Linked DNA regions of Sminthopsis crassicaudata: region 1 is linked to region 2. A link is a contact called in public Hi-C data. All regions are on one chromosome and are shown on one strand. The core of a region is the stretch at or near the end of the contact, and the rest is flanking DNA. Distances in the headings are between cores, read along the strand shown. Region 1 holds the start of ZEB1 (zinc finger E-box binding homeobox 1). Region 2 holds the start of ZNF438 (zinc finger protein 438).

The links. Hi-C and Micro-C count contacts between places; a contact is called where the count stands out from the background.
Region 1: a contact with region 2 is called in a Hi-C map of fibroblasts, with 3 times the contacts expected there. The contact joins the promoter of ZEB1 here to the promoter of ZNF438 in region 2. A contact is called at or near these places in 2 of 2 Hi-C or Micro-C datasets (fibroblasts and hippocampus).

The regions. Positions count from the first base shown.
Region 1 is chr5:67,006,983-67,011,875 of ASM4859323v1, forward strand. It overlaps ZEB1 (zinc finger E-box binding homeobox 1), which reads left to right and starts at 2,730. Exons shown (of 9, transcript XM_074267052.1): 1 at 2,730-2,836. The coding sequence starts at 2,779. LOC141542562 (a long non-coding RNA gene) reads right to left here and starts at 2,585. Exons shown (of 4, transcript XR_012482204.1): 1 at 2,423-2,585.
Region 2 is chr5:66,734,706-66,739,400 of ASM4859323v1, forward strand. ZNF438 (zinc finger protein 438) reads right to left here and starts at 1,322. Exons shown (of 6, transcript XM_074267051.1): 1 at 1,261-1,322.

The sequences.
Region 1 (4,893 bases), core at 1,480-3,979, 270 kb after region 2:
ATTTAAAGGTTCAAATCATATAGCCCTAACATGTATGACTTGTGAAATCATAGGCAAGTCACCTCAAAGCTCTTGAGTCTCTGTTTATTCATTGTATAATGAGGATTTGGGGCTAAGTGTCCTTCCAGGTCTGATTCTATGAGAGCTTCTGGAATGAAGGACAGCTCCTCTGTGGAAGATATAGGTGAAGACATTTTCAAGGATATGAACACAAAATATGATACAACATGAAAATCTAGCAAGAAAGTAAAAAAAGAAAAGAAAAAAAGGCGAGATTTTGGTCCTTATGCATTTTAGAATTACGTGTAAGAAAAGGCCATCAGTTCATTTGTGCATTGTACATATCTTTGTTAATATGCATTTATATATGTCTCTGAACATAGATGCTGTCTGTAAAAGATCTTGATTTTACAGACAAGATAAAGAATACTTAATTTTGCTTTTTTTTTTTTTTCAAATTCACAAATCATTAACATTTCCCACCCTAACCTGAAACTCTAGATGGAGTGATTAAGTATGTAAGTTGAGGAGAAGAGGAGCCAATTCCTGGAGTTACTAAATCCTGGTACTTCTAGCAGCACTATAGAAAAACCATGAAAAGAGAAAGAACAAATCCCTTAATCAGAAGATTTGGATTCATGTCTTGATTCCGAAACTGGATTATGACTTCGGCCTAATCATTTCTCTCCTCTGGGGATCAATTTCTTCATTTATAAGATGGGGATAGGTGCTACATACATCAAAGGGTTGTTTAAGAAAAATGCTCTGCAAACCTGAAAATATAGTACATAAATGTCCCTATATATGCATTTAAGTGGAACATACAGTTTCATGGTATTTAAACATATATTTGAAAAGTGAAAACGATAAGGGATGGAGTGTGTGATTAGAATCCAATGAGAATAACTTTATGTAGTAGATTCAAGAATAAAGTGCAGAAAAACTTCGGAAAGACAGGTCAGAAAAGAAATGGCACATATAAAGTATCCTGGAGAAATACATTTGTCTAATTGAAGCATATATGTGAAGCAAAAGGAAACAAAATTAGAGAAGTGCAGTTAGTTAAAGAGATAATCAGTTAATCTACCAAACTTAAAATCTAGGTGACTAGAGCCACTGGAAGGCCCTGAGAAGTGATATATGGAAGTGCTAATTACGGAAGGTAAGCATCTTGATTCTTTGCAGATCTGTGATACCAATCTCATTCATTTTCAAGCATATCTTGAATATCAATAAGTAGCACATACACCTCTCTAAAAGGTCCATACCTAAATAGATACAAGAAATGGAACTGTCACTTACCTACAGAAGTAAACGTTCTAAAAATAAAAATTATTCTGTTTCATTCTTCATACTTTTAAACATTTAAAGTTAGTAGACTTCACACATCCTGATTTCAAGGAAGACTGTCAGAGTCCATTCCAGAATTTTCCAACATTAAGTAGGATGCATTAGGAAGGCAATACTGAGTGCACTGCATGTTAATAGAAATGTATGACAGTACGTAGCTACTTTCTCCGTCTTATGAAGGAAGAAACTTCTCAGTGATTGACATTTGTCACCCTGTCCAATTACAATTAGTGTATTTCAGACATATCTAACTTCATCCAATGGGCATTTAAAACCCTCTCCGTGTGCAACTACTGTACTCGAGACACATCTAATAGGTTCGTTTATTGGGAACTTAAAAGTTGATAATCAAATATTTCGTTTAAAACTAATGTATTTAAAATACATCCAGGCCCCTCTATTGGGAATTTAACCTTAATTTCCATTTGCAATTAGTGTCTATTTAAAATATTTCTAAGCTTAGCTATTGGGAACTTAAAAGATTCCAAAAGTTTATAATTTCCATTTACAACCGGTATGTTAGAAACCCATATAACCGGCTCGACTGTGGACCCTTCGATTTTGTGGTTTCTCGCTGACTCGGGGTGGGAAGCCGAGCCCTCAGTTCCGTTAAGGTTGGATCCGGGTGGTGGCCAGGGCCAAGGGGCAGCGGGTGCTCTTTATTGCACCGGGTCCCCCCTCCCCCCAAATAAATCACGCCCGGTCAATCCGTAACTCCACCGCCCAGACGCTCACAATCCGTTATGTCTGCCCTGAGGGTGGGGGAAGGGCCGGAAGGCCGAGGCCATCACAGGTGAGATCCCGGCCGGAGCCCCACCTCTCTCGAGGCGCTTACGCGGGGCTCCTCGCTCCCTCCCCCCTCCCCGTCCCAGTACCCCGGGGCCTCGGAGGCTGGGAGGGGGCACGACTGCTGTCAGAGACCTCAGGACGAGTCTGTGCGACAATCCCCAACTGCGCGTCACGGACGGGAGGGGTGGCTGAGGCTCCGGGAGAGGGCGCAGCGGGGGCGTCCCGGGGCAGGGAGGGGGCACCAGGGACATGAACGCGTTGCTTCGTTGGACTCGCTCTTTACCTTGCCCAGCCCAGGTCCCGGCAGTCTCCCGCTTCCCCGCCACCCACTGGGTACCTGAGGGGAAACTTTTCCCTCGGCCCCTCAGTTGCAAAGCTCGCCAGCGCCCACCGTTGCCGCAAACCGCCCTCGCCCTAGCAACAAGGTTCCGGTCGTAGAGCGAGCGCCTCTAGGTGTAAGGAAGGTGATGTCGTAAAGCCGCGAGTGTCGTAAACCAGGTGCGGTGGGGAGCCCGGGGAGGGGGGAGCGGAGGGAGGGAGGGAGGGAGGGGTGGAGGCGGAGGGGTGAGGGGGGGAAGGGGGAGGGAGGGAGGGAGGGGGAGGAGGTGACTCGAGCATTTAGACACAAGCGAGAGGATCATGGCGGATGGCCCCAGGTGTAAGCGCAGAAAGCAGGCGAACCCGCGGCGCAATAACGGTGAGTCCGCGGACGGGCCCGGGGAGCGGCGGGGCCCAGGGCGAGCCCGGCCGCCGGGGCGCGCCCGGGGCTGAGGAGGGAGAGCCGGACCGGGCTGGGGGGCTGCGGGGCGACAAACGGGGAAAGTCGAGTGGGAAAGTAGAAAGTAGTGCTGGGAGCCCCCCGCCGCCTCCTCCCGGCTCGGCTGGAGCCGGAGCCGGAGCCGGAGCGGAGCCGAGCCGAGCGGAGCCGAGCCGAGCCTGTGCCCCAGCCCGGCGGCCGCGCTGCCTCTGCCTGAACCGTTAGCTGGGCTGCCCTTACCTGGCGTCTCTCCGCCTAGCGGCTCCCGCCGCGCCTGCCTCCCTGGACCGTTAGCCGCCGCGGCGGCGGCTGCATCCCGGCCCCTGGGGCGGTGGGGCCACTTCTCGGCTGCGGGCGGAGCCGCCGCCGAGGCTTTTCGCACTTTTCCCCTCTCCGGCTCTCTCTCGCCGCTTCTCCCCCTCTCCTCCTCCCGCTCCCCGTTCAGTGTCATTCTCCAGCACCCCGGAGGCCCCCAGGAGCCCGAGGAACAAACTTGTTCCCCGCGTCCCCAGAGGCTAAAGCGGGCCCCCCGCCCCCTGCCCCCGTGCGGCCGGGGGGGGGCATGCTGCCTGCACTGCCCGGGGAAGGGAGGGGGCGTTGAGAACTGTTTTGGGTGCGCCAGGAGGGGCGGGGAGCTCCTGCCCCCCCCAGCTTCCAGGGCACGGGCGAGGGGAAGCTCGAAGTTGTCTCTCCCGAGTGGAGAGAGCGGATGCGTGGGGGAGGCTGCTGTCCGCCCGCTCTGGGTGGTGCCCGCGGCCGTCGGGCAAGTTACCTGGCTCGGGAGCCCCGCTGCCCGGGGAGCTGGGCCCGGAGCGCCGGGGGGCACGTGGGGGAGAGGGGTCGGGGCGCGTGTGTGTTGTTGGGGAAGTTGTTACCTGGGGGAGACGCGCTGAGCCCAGCGTGAAGCTGTCTGCGGCTGGAGTGGGAGGGGAAGGGGGGACGGACGGACTGACGGACAGGCGGCCCGGCCGCAGCTGCAGTGGTGCCTATTGATCCGGGCTGATTGGCGGGCGAGCCCCCCACCCCCACCCTCCCCCCGGCTGCCCCCGGGCGGCTGCTCGGCTCGGGCCGCGAGCCCACGTAAGTTTCTTGCGTCTCCGCTCGAGTCCTTTCTGGCCGGCCTGAAACTCCCCTGGCCGGGCGGGCTCTCCTGGCGCGCCCGGCCCCGCGGCTGCCTCTCTACCTGCGTGGACAGTCCTGGGTGGGGGCGGTGTGGCGAGCCGCCGAGACCGTGTAAAGAGAGACGCGGACGCCTCGGATCTGGGGCTCGGGCCGCGTTAGGGCGACGGGGGCTCTGTTTGGAATGAGTTTGAGGAGGGGGCGATGGGCATCCCGTGCCAGTGACAGCGGCTCCATCCTGTGGAAAAACGAGGGGCTGTGCTGGAGCTCTGTCTCCCCGCCCGTGGGCTCGCTAACCTTTCCAGCAATCTGAGCTGTTGTGTACGGGGGGCTTCCTGCCTAGAGTCGCTCCCTCCGGCCCCAGCGGGCTCCACAGTAGACCCGGACCAGCCCTGTGGCTCCGGGCCTTGGATTTCGGGGACCCCCGGATCGCGTCAGTCGGCACCCCCGCGGAAAGAACGCGCGAAGTTGCGGTGGAAAGTTGCGTGGGGCCGCCGCGGGCCCGGGGGCGGCGGGGGCGGGAGGGCGCGCCGCTCAGCCGCGGCCGGCTCCCCTGGCCCGGTAGGCAGCGCCCGGGCGTGGGGGCTGCGGGAAAGGTAAGTTCGGAAAGCGCGGCGCCGTCTCTCCGGATTACGGGGTTGGGCGTCCGAGGAAGGGGCTTTTCTTGTTGCTGACGACATGTGTGTGACATGTGAGTCTGAGCCACCAGTGTCTGTGCAGCTGCTGTAAACATGTTTACCTGCCCGGGAGAGAGAATGGATCTTCTCCTCCGCAGCCCGTCCTAGGCTTTTCTCCGGCCGAGCCATATCAACAGATGACCTAAGGGGAAAAGGCGTTCCGGAAAGGTCCGGGAGATCCCCGCGGAGAGAGGCCGGCTC
Region 2 (4,695 bases), core at 72-2,571:
CATCATGGCGCTGGTCCAAACTAAAAGCCTCCCTTCTGCAGGAACCCTTCCCCAATCTCTCCTACTTCTAGTGCCTTCCCTCAGTTTGTATTTATCCCGTCTACAACTTGCTTGGTTTTTCATTTGTCTCCCTTTTAATGAAATTTTCACGCAGAGGAAGTGAGGGGGGAGTTCTTTGTAGCAGCCCCTGTCCTATCTCAGGAGCTTCCGCCACTGACGCATAAAGTAAAAGCAAATTAGACACCGGACGTTAATTCTTTAACACGGACAGTTTGACAAGATCTATGTCACCCATTAGTGACGTATTTAACCTTTGTTAAAGGTGACCAGAGAGCCAGGGATTCGAATAGAGCGCTGCTAACCAGAAGCCAGCTGACTTCCCCCGCGCTTCTCCGTATCGGACAAGCTCGGTTCTATTTCGGGAGACATGTGGAGGCTTTTTCCACGCGCAAGATTGTGTCGGTGTCAGAGTCGTTTTGTTGACTTCACCACAGCCGGGGACATCTGTGGATACCAATCACGTCTTCCTTCTTCTTCTACTGGGTTCAATGGCAACCTCAAAGCGCCCGGACTTCCACAGGTGTGGCAGATGGCCGGGAACACCGAGCGCGGCTCACGCTAACTAATCCCCGGGAGCCAGATTCCTCCACTGGAAAAGGAAGCAGCTCAGCTCCATCTCCTACATCTAAGTTAGGTGGATGTTGGGGGAGGGCGGGAAGAGGGGAGGGCAGGTGGTCCTTGCACGGAAGCCTCATCATCTGTCCCTCCTTTCTGAGTTCCCAGCTCTGAACTTGACCCTTCCTGCCTCCACAGTTTTCAGTTCTCTATACACGTCCTTCCTGCGCCTCCGTAGGCGAAGGGGACTGAAAGAGTAGTGACTGCTGGCCCATTTTACATGAACGGACACTGAGGCACCAGCTCCCGCAGCGCTCTGGCTGCGCGCCTACGAGAGAACGTCAGTCCTCCGCTCCCCGGGGCCGGTGACCCCGGGGGCCGAGGGCAGGAACCCGGCTTTCAATGGGAGAACAGCGGGAACTTGAAAGTTAGCAGCTCCCGGACGCCGCGCAGTTGGGAGTCATCGGGGGCACCGGCCCGGTGACCCCGCGCGACACCCCGGTCCCACCTCCGACTGCGACCCCAGGAGTCGCTCCCCCGCCCCGCCTCCCCGGTGCCCCCCGGGACAACTGAGACAACCACCGAGACAACCACCCTCGGCGCGCGCCCCTGCAGACATAGCTGCCGGGGCACAGGGAAACTTACAGCCTTCCTACTGCGTGCGCAGCCCAGCGGGGTGACGTCACGCAGGCCTCGCGTTCTAGGACGTCAGACCGCGGGGGGCGGAGCGGGCGACCCGACACCGCCCCCTTATCTTCCTCCTCTCTGCGCGGTCGCGCGCGTGCATACAGACGCACATACCACACATGCGCGCGCACGCACGCACACACACACTTTTCCTCTCCCCCCCCCCCATCCCCGCCCAGAGTAGGGTAAAACTGATAGACTCGCCCCGCCTATCAGAGAACTTTGGTGCGCAGACGCAATGTGTTCGTGGCGCCCTGCTTTCCCCCCCCACACACACACGCCCCAGCTGGCGTTTTCCGTTTTCCGTGTTGGGCGGAGGAAAGAGGCCGAATCAGAGGGGTGTGGAAAGCGAACTTGGTGGGGCCCTAGGACTGACCCTGAGGTGGAGTGTGTGTATGTGTGTGGAGCTGCTGGCACAAGGAGGAACTGCAGCGGAGAGCCACGAAGGCGAGCCGCTCGGGGCCACGCAGACGGAGCTTAGGTCGGTGGCTCAAGCGCGTAGCCAGGGACTTTTGCTCCTCGGCTCACGTGCTCGTAAAAGTTCTCCACGTGCCATGACGTACGCGGCTCCTCCCGGCCCCCTCTAGGCCACGCCCATCCCGTCTCTGCGTGCTTCGTGGTCGCGCCTGGCTCGACCCCGCCCACCCTCCCTGAGTTCCAGCCCCGCCCAGACTAGCCCGCTCTGCCCCGGCCTGGCCTCCTGGTCACGCGGCCTCCTCCCGCTCCGGAGCTGACCCTGCCCCACCCGCCTCTTCCTCCTCCTTCCTCCACTGCCGGGCTTCTTAACCTTGACCATGAACTTTTAAAAAATATTTTAATAATTAGATGTCAACCTAACGGGACTCTTGCTTTCCTCCGTAGTTTTTACTTTATGCATTTAAAAGCACGACTCGTAAGTCCATAGACTTTACCAGGTCCCCAAAGTGAATGACTACAAAAAGGGGAAAACTCCGGTTCGAGGGGGTGCCACAGATTGCCTTCCCCTCCCCCACCCCATCCTTCCGAGCAGCCTTAAATTTTAGCAAAGGACCTCCCGGTGGGGAAGCACGACTCCAAAGGACCAGGGTCCCTCTGCTTCTCAACCTTTTGAAAACGTTATTCGTAAGGACGCCCCCCCTTCCCCCCCTTTTTTTTTTGCTCAGCTCTGCTGAGGGATATATCACTGGGAAGCAATGAGGTCCTGGGTAAGGCTTGGGAAAGACGGGACTTGTTAGCAGAAAGGGGAAATTAAGGGAAAATTCTAGAATTTTTAAAGAGAAAAAAAATCCTTGGGGCCTCAGTCCATGACATCACCAGGTGAGAGATTCCGTCATTATTTTGTAATCTTACATGAAAAAGTAAAAATTGCTTTCGTTTCTCACTGGCCCTAGAAAAGACTGGTATTTTTTGAAAGTAAAATAAAAACAAAGGTTTTAGGATTTGGCATAAAATGATCAAAAAATAAATAGGGCAAGGAAGGAAAAAAGAGAAAAAAAATTATGAGATAGCTTTGTTGTATATTTAAAAGGATTATTTGATATGTAGTTGGAGGGAATAAATAGAATTAAAATTTTTAAATAAAAGGAATAGCAAGTTGTCCATAGATTGGCAGTTTCCTATGTAATTATTTGTTGTTATGTTATCAAAATGCTTATTTTATCCCACAAAATAAAAATAAATGGGGAAAGATCGGGCAGGAAAGACCCTTTATTAGGAGTTCCAAAGCTCCTTACTGTATAGTTTTTCCGACTTCATTGGTGTTTTCAAACTTCCTAATTGATTATGGCAACCCCGATTTTCTATTTACATATTCAGAATCTATCCAAATCTAAAGAACAAACCCAGTTGCAATTTAGGATTTTTTCCTTGCAAAAGAGATTGATGTTAATGATTGGATCTTGGTGTGTGAGGAATAGGATTTTTAAAACTCAAAAACATTTAAAGAAACTTCATCAGCATCATTTTTAGTTGGAAATGTGGTTATATTCTCAAGTTATCTTAAGGACACAAGGATAACTTAAAATTTTTGAGACACAATGCTGTTTTTCAAACAGAAATGTCCATATCTTTTCCTAGAAGTGATAACCAAATAACTGCTAAATTTCTCTTCAATGGTTTTACTGAATTTTGGGGGGGGGGAAAAAAAGGAATAGGTGGTCATTTATTCAAAGCCGTAGTCTTCTTTGTGTGGAGTTCATCTTACCATGGAAGACCAAATCTTCAATAGGAAGATCCTTTGGAGTTTTATAACACTAGAAAGTAGCCCTGTCCTATTTTGCTTCTCTAGTGGTCTGGGTTTTTTGCTTTTATTTTTGTTTTGTTTTGCCTGGTTTTTATCTGGAGTGAAGAGTACTGAAAAAGGGTGACATGAATGTTCCATCTAATATGTAGTCCCAAGTCCGGAGGAGTAGGAAGTCTCAGCCACAATAAATCGTTCCAGCTTCTAGCTCTGATAGTATCATCAAAGGCCACCGTTGCTTATAATGGGCTCGGATGGCAGATTGCTCCTCAAGATGGAAAGGACCCAGAAGGAAAGATAGGATGTTTTATAAAATGTGAGTCTCCAAGACAAGTAAAGATTCTCAACCAGTGCCATCAGGAGCCAGTCTTACAACAGGTCTAATAGAGGAGGGAACAGGGTTTTTCATACAAGGCCAAACCACTGGGTCCTAAAAGTGAAAGATCTTTACACAAAATCTTCCTGCAATGATAAGGTCACTGTGTTGACATAAAAGTGGTTCAGTTCTTCAGTGCTCTTGAGGTATGAGAAGACTTTCAGAATGAGGTTGGAAGGTTCATGTTTGCAGATTCTGTCGATAGCTCCAAGGTCTTGGGCCCAAAGTTGTATCAATTACAGCTGCCTACAGAAGAAAATCCCAGTCATCACCACAAAGATTTCCTCTAATGGCTTAGCAGGCTTCTCGGTCAAAATATGTCCAATGCATTGGTCACAGGTGGCTTGCTTCACAGTCTACCTGGCTGTGGTACCCACAGACCATGGATGGAGGCAGGAAGGTACCTGAGAAATGGCCTAGAAGCTGTCAATTCAGGACACTGATGCCTTGAAGGCCTTGGTGATATCAAATGCAAAACTTGTAAAATTCAAGTGTATAAGAGAAATTTAAGCATTAATAACCAAGGAAGAAACTTTTAGTTAAATAATAAAAACTTGTTAATTAGAAATGTAAGCTGAATGATAATTTATTTTTCCATGTTTCTAGACAGCTTTGATTTCATGAGTGGGTGCTTTTTACACTAGCATAGGCCACATATATCTCTTCATTGTGTATTGATGTTCTACCCCCCAAAAATTCATTGTATAGTAGCTGATCCTATTATGTATCTACCAACTTAACTATGTTGACCCTCAAAGGACAAACATTTTGGTCTGTTATGGAGCCTTTATCAGCTTAG